4 separate regions of the Mus musculus genome follow, and regions 1, 2 and 3 are each linked to region 4. Evidence: chromatin contacts called from public HiChIP or PLAC-seq data. All regions are on one chromosome and are shown on one strand. The core of a region is the stretch at or near the end of the contact, and the rest is flanking DNA. Distances in the headings are between cores, read along the strand shown.

Region 1 (3,346 bases), core at 787-3,286, 840 kb after region 4:
AGGTGTTTGGCTGATGTATCCATGGGTTTGAAAATAGATTCAAAATAAGTACATGAAACCCAAAGAACTTCAAAAAGATAAGGCAGTGAATAACTAACTCCAGGGGGCGGGTGAATACCTAACACGCAGTATTCAACCTGAGTTGATGACTACTAACTGGAGCAAGGATGGGAAAGGTATATTCAACTCATTTTCAAAACAAAAGCAACATTTTGAAAAATCAAGAAGTTGTTGCTTGCCCCACTGTATGAAACATGATCTGAAGTATCCGCAGGTAGTTTTGTTTCTGACTATACATTCCTACCCAACTGTCTTGTCCTAAGGTCACCATAGCAATGGCAAAATGTGTCTGGCTTTAGAGGGGAGAGTGATTTACTCTTGAGCCCCCAACAATGAGTTTCCTCACGTGCTGCTCATGATACACGAATATAAAGTAGTTTTAGGGTTGCACATTTTTACTTTTGTGACTCTGTTTATTCTAGTTGTCTTTTGTGTCTAGATATTCAAAATGTCTGCCCATTATGCCTGCTGTGTGCCAGAGGATTTGGACGGTACTCAGCCATCACCTCTTCTCCATCCTGAAAAAAAAAATTTGGATTTCTTTTCAAACTCTTCACGCATAGATGGAAAATGGCAGTGGCCTAGCAACCTTTGTCTTCTTATGTCCTCAGCACGTAGCTATATGAACGTGGTCTGAACTGTCTCCTGCTACAAAAAAAAAAATTGCTGTAATTATTGAAACCTAGAAACTATGGAAGAATGTGGCTCTGTCGCCTGCATTTATCACATCCATTAGTAACTCTTTACTCCAGGATTTTAAGTTAAGAACAACTCATTGGCCCATCCTCAGTTAAAAAAAAATAGTTAGAGAAATAAAGTGTCTTCAAGCTACTTATCGTAGCTCTCCGTGCGACCGAATTCAACAGGAACTGAACTTACAGTATTGGTTCCTAGTTTCCTAACATTCTCCTTAATTTCTTTCATTTTCTTCTTTTCCCCCAGTGTTCCTTTGGTGTTTATCTATGGGTTTGCACATACATACCATCCTTGATTACTCACATACATCTACAGAGAAAATAGGTTCCAAGTGCTATGAAGTTACTTAATAAATACATGGCACCTTTACTCCTTCATGTTCATTGACTCCTCATAGCTGCCAATCATGTTGGAGGCTGATGAGGCCATAGGCTGCTTAATTTGTCTATTGATACCTAAAAGATCACTTGTGTCAACCACAGCTAACCTTTTGAAGTTGATCAGATACAAATAAATCGAATAAATGAAATCAAAGACATAAAACAGCATGAGACAACAGACATTTGGGTCACAAAGCAGAAGCAAACTCTATTCAGGAGATGGTACCTGCTAACTAAACTACTAGTAAATATTAATTGACTAACACTGGGTGCCTGGATTACGCATTGGCAAACAGTAAGTAATCTAACACATGCCAATTCCTTTTGGTCTAAGTCACTCTTGTCTAGACTTATCAATCCCACAGAGTCTTGATCCTATGCCAGTACCCATAGATTTAAAATTTCTTCTCCTAGGAGAACCCGTCCATTCTACTTTTATATATTTTTATAAATGTTAATAACATATATTATGGGAAGGCCGCTGCTGATTGGAGACAATCATCTCTGGGTAGATAATGTTATTTGCCCACTCCATAACAGATTGAAGTCAGGAGTTTGTGGGGAATCTCCTGTAACACAGTGGACAAAGTCATGGAGGAGACTCTTCCTGAATTAGAAAGGCATCCCACGCTTTTCACAATTCTCAGTGGGAGGGAGAACAAAACAGCGTTGCTCATTGCCTTCTATAGGAATTTGGGTGGAATCAAGGGCTGAATATTAATTGTGTTTTTACAGGAAGAGTTACACCAGGAAGCTTTTCTAGCTGGAGGAAAAAAATAAAGATAGGAATGAAAATAGGCAATGTACTTCAGGAAAAAAAAAATCAAAACCAAGAGCTTTGCAAGTGACTCACCTGAAAGTCATGTCAGGAATGCCGGCTTTGTACCAGATGGCTGCTTTGCACAGCAGACAGGATGCTTGAGATCCGGGTCAAGGGAATGAGTCTCTTCTTTAGACCAGACCCTGGCTTAATCTTCTTGAGCTTTGGACTAACTCACATGAAGCCACTTTCTAGAGGTCTTGGAAAGTGTTGTATTCTGGGTTCCTCGCTGACCTCTCAAAATCTCATATTTCAACCCTGTTTTCTGGACCTTGAACAGCAGAAACAACTATGTCTACCTTGGCAGCCCATTTCTAGGAGGAAACCTCTGTGTCTGGTGATCCAACTTACACACATATATGCATTTAATGTAATGGCACTGTGCTGTCTCTTGGTTTTTGTTTGTTTGTTTGTTTTCTATTATCCCGTCTTGCCTTTCAAGATTTGCCTTCAGATTTCATGGAAAACACCAGTTCCTGGCAAGAAGTCAGTATGTGTTCAAGAAAAACAATGGTTCTGTGATTAAGTTTGAGAAACTGGGCCCACTCTTATCACTTACTTAAATAATTCTCAGTGTGTGTTAATTATAGTAACAATTCTGAGAAGGCCCTCTATGAAGAACTCTGCTTAACTTTGTTTAAACTAAATGTTTCTCAAACTAATTTACCTAAGGTTCACTTGGTTTCATTTCTCATGGTGGACTAATGTAACAAAGAGACCCCGTGTTGCAAAGAAACTAGCAAAGAGGCGAACACACACACACACAATCACACTCACACATACACCACACATATTTTCTCTCTGGAAAGCTAAGTTCATAAAATTTCCTCTGTACATATCTACAAATAGATAAGACATGGGTAAGAACCTGTAACTAAAGGAACTCTTTTCCTTCTCATCCACTCCCGGAGTTGCCTGTGCTTTTTATAAAGTATGCTTGCTTTATTCCCGCCCCATGTTACAGACATAAGAAACCCTTATTGCTTCTTTAGCTGATGTCAGCAATGCCTTCCTGTTTGTTGATGAATCTCTTCATCTTTCCAACTTGTCTGGGTTCTAGCAGCAAGATCAGCATTCTGTTGGGAGATTGGGAGACAGTGAGAATGAAACTACCCACTCTCTTGGTGTTGTCTTTTCCTTTATCCTCAGCAATGTTCTATTACAATCGATAACGCAGGGATTCAATTTTTCACACTCCAATAAATTACTTCTCTACTCTGTCAACATGCAAAGCCTTGTGTATGCTAAATCAAACAAACTCTAATGACTTTGCACAATTAGACCAATACCCTCTCATTCTGTCCTCGCACTTGTAGGAAAAAGTGATCTTTGCTCCTTTTAGTTGTGTGCCCTGTTTATGATTCAGGCCCCTGTATTTTATTACTCTTTT
Region 2 (3,203 bases), core at 283-2,782, 620 kb after region 4:
TTATGGTAAACATAAATTTGTGTATCTCCTGTTCATAAATGTAAATGGGCATTTATTATCATGCAAGCCAAAGCTCTAAATACAGTTTTCAAGATGGAAAGAAAAAAAGAGAGGGAGAACCAAGTCTTCTCTATTCTTGAGTAAGAACTATCATTCATTTATGGAGATTCAGAATTTTCACTTTAACAACTATCAGACATGGGAAGTTTCCAGAAGCAGTTCTGATATAGGATGCAAAACTTGCACCAGCAGAAGCTGGAGCTGTTGGCTGGTGGGGACTTGTGACTTTTATTGTCACTCAAGGTATCTAACACAAGTGTTCAAGCGAACAGTTTATTGATATGCTTGCATTCAGAAGACTTTTTCACAAACCCTTCAATGAGAATATCCTCTCCCCATATAGTCAAGTTAAACAATTTAAATAAATAACTTCTGTGTGTGTATATGTACATAGACACATGTCGTCCTAGCAATTTTCATTTTTTGTCTCCCAAAGTCTTTCAATGCAATAAAAGGTGGACAGATGAATCAAAAATGTTTCCTTCAACCTAAATCTTCCTAGTTCATTTTTAATAACTTAAATGATCCTTTTAGGTTATTTTTAATTTAAAAAGTATTATATTTTTATTAACTCTTTGAGAATTTCATACCCCAAAACAATGAAATTTGATCATATTCATCTTTTACTCTTCTTTCTAGCCCCTCACAGATCCATCCCAACCTTATCCCTCCCAGCCCGACTTCAGATCTTCTTTTGTTTTTTAAATAACACACTGATTCCAGTTTATACTGTCCAAATACTCATGGGTGTGAAGCATTCATTAAAGCATGGCCAATCTTCCAAGGATCCTGGTCTTAAAGAAAGCCGAGTCTCTTTCCCCTAGAAGCCTTCAGAGGATAGTAGCCCCTCAGCTGAGAGAAGGCTCACAAGCCCTTCCCCGTTCTGTTCTGGAATGCTGACTGGCTTGATCTTGTGCAGATCTGATGCCGCCAACCACAGCAGCTGCGAGTTCATGGAGTGTAGTGGTTCTGTCCTGTCTAGTGATGCTGCTTCAATCTGGTCCTTCTTGACCCCTGGCTGGAGGAGATTTTTCCATGGTCTGTTTTGCCATGCTCCCTGATCCTGGGCTGGAGAGGGCCTGGCTGATATAATATGATCTAGGTGTCTCAGTTTTGTGGCTGAGCACTTCACAGATACTTTCTATGCTCTTCTAGCTTACCTCCCCCTTTTTTATTTCTTCACATGTTGCCACCCCCCTCCCAATCTAGGGAGGTTTAATATTACCACTCAGTACTACCATAGTTTGGAAAGTTTTCAAAGACAGTTCAGCACACGGGGAGAGGTGTTTCCATCCAATGCATACTGGGACTTAAACTCCACCCTGCTCTATCTGTTGTGAGTAGGGTTTCCTGGCTGACCATGTAAGTCAAAAGAGGAACTCAATCTCTAGTGAAGTCAGACTGTGTCAGAAGGAAGGAATACAGTGCACAGTGACTCTTCTCAGTGGAGCTGAAGGACAAGGCATGGCCCAGCCATGACTCATGGCACAAACTATGCAAGGAGGCACTACGGGACCTTTCTTCAGCAGGCAGTCCCTTCCCCCAAGGGGTGGGGGTGGGGTGCATGATTCTAAATATGGGAAGTAAAATTCCTGTGTAAAAAGGACAGATCTTTGTACATCATTGTCTACCTACTGTCATGGACCACGGGTGACTAGTTTCCCCTTTACTTTTGTTTATTCATAACATCTAGATTTAGGAATGTTGGCTGGCGTCTTTAACAGAAAACAAAACTCAGACTGACCTGTCTCCTATTAAAAATTCTGTTCTCCCCAAAGGGATATTCTTTGCTCTTTAGCTCAACAGATTATGGGTGTTCCTCTTTTGAGTTATTACTAGGCAAGATTGCCAAGGGACTTTACCTCTCTCTTTGGCTTGTCTGTGTCAAGGACACAGGGAGGACAAAGAGGGGGTGGGAGCCCTCCCCCACAAGCTAGAAGGTAACCTCTTCACATCACCACTCTGGAGGTGGCTCTGATTTCTGCCTCTTCTGTTTGTATTCCCCCTGGGGGCAAGACATCTCCAGGGAGTTTGTCTATCACTTTCTGGGTGGTAGGAGCCCTGCCAGCTCACAGTGGGAGACTCACAGGCGTGGTGGGACCTTGTCAACATCCTGAGGGTGCTCAAGCAAGGGCTTCCTCATTAAGTCTTTGTTTCAGAACCCAGGCATCTCATTAGGGTTTTTCTGTTGGAATTACAAGTATTTTTTTAAGTGGCTTAAAACAAAACAACAAAACAAAACAGGAACTGGGTGACAAGGTGGCAGTTTAAAACATATTGTAACCATTGAGACCTAGGAGAAAATATTAGAAACTTCCCACATCCCATGGAAGGAGTTACAGAAACAAAGTATGGAGCTGAGATGAAAGGATGGACCATGTAGAGACTGCCATATCCAGGGATCCACCCCATAATCAGCTTCCAAATGCTGACACCATTGCATACACTAGCAAGATTTTACTGAAAGGACCCAGATGTAGCTGTCTCTTGTGAGACTATGCCGGGGCCTAGCAAACACAGAAGTGGATGCTCACAGTCAGCTAATGGATGGATCACAGGGCTCCCAATGGAGGAGCTAGAGAAAGTACCCAAGGAGCTAAAGGGAACTTCAACCCTATAGGTGGAACAACATTATGAACTAACCAGTACCCCTGAGCTCTTGACTCTAGCTGCATATGTATCAAAAGATGGCCTAGTCGGCCATCACTGGAAAGAGAGGCCCATTGGACACGCAGACTTTGTGTGCCCCGGTACAGGGGAACGCCAGGGCCAAAGGGGGGGAGTGGGTGGGTAGGGGAGTGGGGGTGGGTGGGTAAGGGGGACTTTTGGTATAGCATTGGAAATGTAAATGAGCTAAATACCTAATAAAAAAAATGAAAAAAAAAAAAAAAAAAAAAAGAAACTTCCCACAGGAAATGTTACTAGGCACCAGGATGTTAAGTCAAAAGTACAGGATGGGATTTCGTACCCTGACTATCCCGAAGAATATTAAGAAGCATTATCTCTGTAAAGTTAGCAAGATGAAGTCAGCTTGGCAGAAGCACCCCAAGGCTGATTCATCTGAAGTCTCTAAAAGTTAGCTATGCTCCTTAGCACAAGATAGGCTGTTTGCAAGATTGCTCTGGAGAATGGAAAGACATATT
Region 3 (2,962 bases), core at 58-2,557, 660 kb after region 4:
TGTGGTGTTCTGGGTGAGTAGGTCCCCACAAGCTCATATATTTGAACGCCTGGTTCCCAATTGGTAGAATTGTTTGGGAAGGATTAGGAGGTGTGGCCTTGTTGGGGTAGGTGTGTCTTTAGGGTTAGACTTTGATGTTTCAAAAGCCCATACCTTCCCCAACTAGATCTCTCTCTCTATGGTTGTGTCTGAAAGTATAAACTCTCAGCTACTCCTTCAGCACCACGCCTGTCTATGTTGCTGTGTCCTCTGACATGATAGTCACAGACTTACCCTCTGAAACTGTAAGCCCCAATAAACTATTTCTTCCATGAATTTCCTTGGTCATGGTGTCTTGTCACAGTAATAAAAAAGTAACTAAGACAGTCAAACTGCAGTGAAGGCTGCACATCCAAAAGAATATGTGCAGTGCAAACTGTACTTGATAAATTAAAAAAAAAGGTAGTGAAGTAAGGGATGGGTGGGGAAGAAGTCAGGGAAGGGAGTGAATATAATAAAATGCATTATATTATTTTTTTTCAGAAATAGCAAATATGAGGAGAGTAAAATAAATTAACTCCTTGTAAGTAAAGAAGAAATTGCATTCAATGCATACTGTGCCTTTTTATTTTATTGAAATGTTTCTATCCCAATTTTTGAATTTTCTCTTGTTTATGTAAATGTAGTATGCCTTTAAACTTCATAGTAGAAGAATATATAGGTGAAACCTTATATCAAAAATATCAAGAGTAGGGGCCAATGAGCTGGCTTAGTAGTTAAGGGCATTTGATGCTAACTACGTGAGCCTGAGCTTGATGGTGGGTGAGTACTGATATGGTAGAAAGGAGAGGTGACTCCCCAAAGTTGGCCTCAAACCTGCATGTGCAACCCATTATATATGTATAAATAAATAAATAACATAAAAAAGAAACAGGTGACAGCTTTTAAAATGCCATTTAAATCTAGAAGTTCCCTTTCTTTCTCTTTCTGTGAGCTGAGACATCCGCTATTAACTCACCCTGAAGATCATATTTTTGGACTTCCTCATTTAAAAAATGGCGACGTTGCTATTTTTAAACTCTTTGCTGTGGCAGAAGACCAGAACTTCTCCGTGCCAGGACAACTGCAGCTTCTGCAAAGTTGAACGGGTTAAGCCAGAAGTAAGAGCTTAGTTCTGTCCTGTTCTGTTCTACTGCCCCACTTCCCTCCTACCACCAAGGATCTTGCTTTCAACTTTGCGTGTAAGTTTCTGAGAATAACAATGGAGCCTTCCAAGTTCTCAGTAATCATTAACCACTTCTAGGCAGGCATAACCTTCTGCCTCTTAGCAAAGCTCTCTCTGGAGAAGTTCCAGGAGGAGCCATCACCTAGGGCAGACAGGTCCAAAGCCAAAGGGCAAGGTGGTGTCTGCAGTAGCCCAAGAGGAAGAGTGTGTGGCCACTTTATGGAATCTAGTGTCTGTGAGAGGCAGGGTAACCCCCCAAGGACTTGGGAGATGCCCCTCTAGAAGAAAGCTGTTAGAAGTCTCTGGTAGCACTCTTAGGCTTGGTCCCAGCCTTATCAGCTGGCTCATATTTACTTTACTCTCTCCTTTTCTCTTGGTGCAAGAATGATGCCAAGACATTGGCATATGTGTGTACCTACAGAGGTGGACCATAAGGCTGGACTCTGAGATAATATTGCTTATCATTTCTAGTGTGATACTACTAAATCTTTGCAGCTGTGTTTATCTGTGTTTCCAGACTGGGCTGCCGTGTGTGTGTGTGTGTGTGTGTGTGTGTGTGTGTGTGTGTGTGTATTAGTTTACTTTGGGTTTCCATAACAAAATGACGTAGGGTGATTGAATCACCATCCATCTGCATTTTAACACAAAATTCCAAGACTCTACAAAAAATATAAAATACAAAAATACAAAAATACAAATACAAAAATAAAAAATCCAAAAGCAGGCCTCAGTGGGGTCATTTCTCTCACAGCATCTCTCTGTGGTTTGGAGGCAACATGCTTCTTGCTGTGGTCTCATGTGGGCAGACTTCTGTCTTGACTGTGTCCCAGTCTCTCTCTATTAGATGCCAGTTACCAGGGGATATGGCTCACCCAGATGACCTCACTGTACCTCAGTTTACTTCTTTAAGATCTTGTCTTGAAATGTGGTCACATTCTAGGGATACTGGGGGTTAAGACTTCAATATATAAATTTTGGAAGGACACAAGTCAACCTGAGAGGGGAAGACATGCACACATAGCCATAAATAGTGTATATAGAGTCTATAACAATAAAATATACTATATTTTGATGGCTAATTTTTATGTCAATTTGTAATCGACACTGTGTGTGTGTGTGTGTGTGTGTGTGTGTGTGTGTGTGTGTGCATGCATGCTTGCATTAGAGAGTTTCTAGAGACATTTTACTGACCAAGAAATACCCATCCCTAATGTGGATGGTATCATCTCTATGGGCCATGGTTTTGAGCAGTATAAAAAGGAGCTAGTGAGATAAGTACCAGTATTCTTCATGTTCTGTTCCTAATGGTAGTCATGGCGTGACCAGCTGCCTCAAGTTCCTATACCGTGTCATCCCATGATGATGGATGGTGCCCCTTTCTCTCCCTAAAAATAATGATCCCTCCAAATAAATTCTCTCTTTCTTACATTGATTGCATTTTTTTAAAAAAATCAAATATGTTGTCATAGTAGGAGAAAGGCAACCAACATATGTAGTAAATAAAAAGTGTAGTCTACTTTATATTTCATGCATACATGTGTACACTCACAGGTGCTCCATGCAATGGAGTTCATATGATTCCGGGATACTGTCTGGTTTATGCTTGAAATTCCTCATGTCTGTAGAAACACTGAGCTTCTTATTGTGTAAAATAGTCGTGTCCATGTCTGTATCACATCTCCACACCACCCTCTCTTCAGCAAGCACACACAGTAGCTGTAACTTCGTGTTCTCTGCTCTCCCACAACCTTAATGTTC
Region 4 (3,045 bases), core at 369-2,868:
AACTTGGAGGTGGAGGTGTCTCTGCAGAAACTATACTACATGCCGGGCGGTGGTGGCACATGCCTTTAATCCTAGCACTTGGCAGATTTCTGAGTTCGATGCCAGCCTGGTCTACAAAGTGAGTTCCAGAACAGCCAGGGCTATACAGAGAAACCCTGTTTTGAAAACAAAACAAAACAAAACAAAACAAAAAACAAACAAACAAACTATAGTACATATGATGCACTGTATGTTGGCTGTCCTAAGACCCTCCCCAGTTACTCACTTTCTGTGGAATTGTAAGTTTTTGATGAGTGGTCTCTTCATATAGATAGTATGGAAGGACTATTTCCTAATTAGGAAAGATAAAACATTTACATCTGGCCTGGCATATTGTTCTGGTAAAAGGCAGATCTTATAGACGAGACTTTGCATTTTATTACCAAGCATTGCACCAAATAGACTTCCTTTCACTGAGGATTCAAGAATTTGGATCCCTTGTTAACACACAAAGCACAGTAAGAAAATTCACCATGGTGTGGGCCTTACCCCATCATCCATTCTTTCTATCATTCACCCATTTAACAAACATGTTTAGAAGGTCTACTTTATGCCAGGCACTGTACTGAGTCAGGGGTAAAAGGCAGCAAAGCTCTGCTATTGAGCTTACAGAATGGAGGGTGAAGACATGCATATGAATAAAAGGGCATGGTTATCTTCATCCCAAAATAGCATCGGGCAGGTGAGAGTGTGGAGAACAGTCCCCAAAATAGTCATAGCTCTTCATTGCCCATCACTTCACAGGCCAGAAACAGCATTCCCTGGCAAGGCAAGGGGTATGGTCTAACTCAGATCCACCAGATCTGCCCAAGAGGAAGTGGGTAAATATTGTTCTTGAAGCATTGGGAGTGCTGAGCACTTGGACAAAATTTGGGATCTGTTTGAAAGATGACACCGGAGACAGCTAGTGGCCTATGTGCCTTAAACTGACCTGCAGGTGATACTGCAGTGGCCACGTGGGGATGGTTACGGGTAAGGGATGGAGACAACTAGGAAGTGCTGAAGGATTCTGGGAAAGCTAACAAAGCACAAGGAGGGCATGAAACAGTTCAAAGAGCTTGAGAGTGAAGGACCAAACCATCCCATGAAACTTATCCATGGGAATCTGAGCCTGGAAGGGAAGCCAGATCAGGGGCAAGCTTGTAGTTTTGTTTCATTATTGTCCGTGTAACTTAATGGCCAGAAAGCTCTGGCTTGGTTAGGTGAACATCCAAGATTTCCTCATGCCAGAAGTGTTATCACAGGCCATAGCACACTCTTCCAGAGTAAACACTGCCCTGAGGCTCTTCACACAGAGGAAAACCCCCCAAGATAATAACCAGTCCTTGTAACAGTCCTGGAAAAGGTCACCTGTAAGACTCGAGCTTGGAGTTGTCTGAGTCACAGCATCGTGGACCCTTTACAGGGGTAGGGGTGGTTGTGTTTCATCCACATGTAAATAGCTCTGGTTACTAGCTTGCTTTTTCTCTCCTGGCATCCTTTGGCGGCTTCTGTTTGCACAGCTGAAGTCAGCCCTTACCACCTCATGTCTGATAGTCTGGGGGAGCTGACAGCAGACTATTCAAGGAATGGCATCGAGTAGCTTTTCTCAAGGTCATTTCCTGCCCATGATCTCAGCAAAGATCACATTCCTTAAGGATGTGTACATGGGGGGTGGTGGTGGTGGAAACAGACCATATTCTGTTGCAAAGAGATGCCTAAGGCAGCCGTAATGATGACCCCATCACTCTGTGTGTGTGTGTGTGTGTGTGTGTGTGTGTCTGTGTGTGTGTGTGTGTGTGATAAATGCATACCTCCCTCACTTAACTGAAAACAAAGCCTGTCTGCTCGCTCCCTCTGTGTGCTTGAACTGTCTTCATGCCAAGACAATAATTCTCATTTTAAAGACAAATGCTGCACTTGCAATCGACCCAGGTTACATTGCTTGATGACATAAGGCTTCTCAGTTTGGCTTCTTAGAAACTTCACTTGCTTAGTTCTAGATTTAGAACTTGCTTAGACAGGTCTCTCTCTATCTTTAAGTCTTGGAAGGATTCTGTGCGTTGGTAAATCTGTAGGTGTTAGTAAAAGGAGGAGTGATCAGAAATAATGGGCTGTGGGCTCAGGTAATCTTTATTTCATGCGTGGATCCTGCCCTCAGCCCACTTTACGAGCACAATAGTGACGGGAAAACATATTCTCCTTGTCTTGGGGTTTTACCGATTTGAACAGACACCGTGACCAAGACAACTCTTATAAGGACAATATTTAACCAGTGAAATGGTTACAGGTTCAGAGGTTCAGTCCATTATCATCAAGGCAGGAGCATGGCAGTGTCCAAGCAGTTATGGTGCAGGAGGAGCTGAGAGTTCTACATCTTGTTCTGAAGGCAAACAGGAGCAAGTGGTTTCCAGGAAGCTAGGTTGAGGGTCTTAAAGCCCACACCCATATACATACAAACATACATACACACACACATACACACACACACATACACACATGCACACACACACACACACACACACACACACACACACACACACACACACACACACATATGGTCGCTGCCTAGATTAAGTTTTCCTTGGTTCTTGTAATCTTGTACTAAGAACTATAGGAGTGTACACAGATACCAAAGCAGCAAGAGGTTTTATTCAGAAGCAAAGAAGCAGTGTCCCTGAATGTGGTTTCACCAAGACTCCTAGGTTACTTCCCAAGCTTTCATTTTGCTTGTATAGGTGCAGACGGAAGACTGCCAGGGTGTGGTGAGGGTGGTTATATGCCCCTGACGGACAGGCTTGAGTTAGGCAAGCCTTTGTTAGTTTTGCATATCCTTTACCCAGATGCACCTGTTTTTAATCCCATGCACGCCCAAGTACACATAGGTGTGGGATGGTAAATGGAAGTTTCACCTAAAAGTTCACTCACATGCTGCATGTCGTCTTCACACACACACACACACACACACACACACACACACACACACACACACACCCCTATACCTCTAAAACAAGCCCAGGGTATCTT

The links. HiChIP or PLAC-seq counts read pairs in DNA pulled down with a chosen protein or histone mark.
Region 1: an H3K27ac HiChIP or PLAC-seq map of embryonic fibroblasts shows a contact between it and region 4, with 9 times the contacts expected there. The contact joins two enhancer-like sites. A contact is called at or near these places in 1 of 484 Hi-C or Micro-C datasets (bone marrow-derived macrophages), 2 of 115 datasets of contacts at active chromatin or transcription factors (embryonic fibroblasts and extraembryonic endoderm stem cells) and 1 of 9 other capture datasets (embryonic stem cells).
Region 2: a contact with region 4 is called in an HNF4G HiChIP or PLAC-seq map of pancreatic cancer cells. The contact joins two enhancer-like sites. A contact is called at or near these places in 1 of 484 Hi-C or Micro-C datasets (bone marrow-derived macrophages) and 2 of 115 datasets of contacts at active chromatin or transcription factors (embryonic basal ganglia and pancreatic cancer cells).
Region 3: a FOXA1 HiChIP or PLAC-seq map of pancreatic cancer cells shows a contact between it and region 4. The contact joins two enhancer-like sites. A contact is called at or near these places in 1 of 115 datasets of contacts at active chromatin or transcription factors (pancreatic cancer cells) and 1 of 9 other capture datasets (embryonic stem cells).

What each region holds. Positions count from the first base shown.
Region 1 is chr13:42,547,340-42,550,685 of GRCm38.p6, forward strand. No RefSeq gene overlaps it. Among named protein-coding and RNA genes, the nearest start is that of Phactr1, 130 kb to the right of the region's middle. Within about 2 kb of position 2,037, at least 48 of the 459 cell types and tissues checked have an H3K27ac peak or open chromatin away from gene starts, as enhancers often do. A contact at or near this core is called in embryonic fibroblasts, where this site is marked.
Region 2 is chr13:42,327,234-42,330,436 of GRCm38.p6, forward strand. No RefSeq gene overlaps it. Among named protein-coding and RNA genes, the nearest start is that of Edn1, 27 kb to the left of the region's middle. Within about 2 kb of position 1,533, at least 97 of the 459 cell types and tissues checked have an H3K27ac peak or open chromatin away from gene starts, as enhancers often do. A contact at or near this core is called in pancreatic cancer cells, where this site is marked.
Region 3 is chr13:42,366,769-42,369,730 of GRCm38.p6, forward strand. No RefSeq gene overlaps it. Among named protein-coding and RNA genes, the nearest start is that of Gm32833, 35 kb to the right of the region's middle. Within about 2 kb of position 1,308, at least 60 of the 459 cell types and tissues checked have an H3K27ac peak or open chromatin away from gene starts, as enhancers often do. A contact at or near this core is called in pancreatic cancer cells, where this site is marked.
Region 4 is chr13:41,704,228-41,707,272 of GRCm38.p6, forward strand. No RefSeq gene overlaps it. Among named protein-coding and RNA genes, the nearest start is that of Gm40925, 29 kb to the left of the region's middle. Within about 2 kb of position 1,619, at least 43 of the 459 cell types and tissues checked have an H3K27ac peak or open chromatin away from gene starts, as enhancers often do. A contact at or near this core is called in embryonic fibroblasts and pancreatic cancer cells, where this site is marked.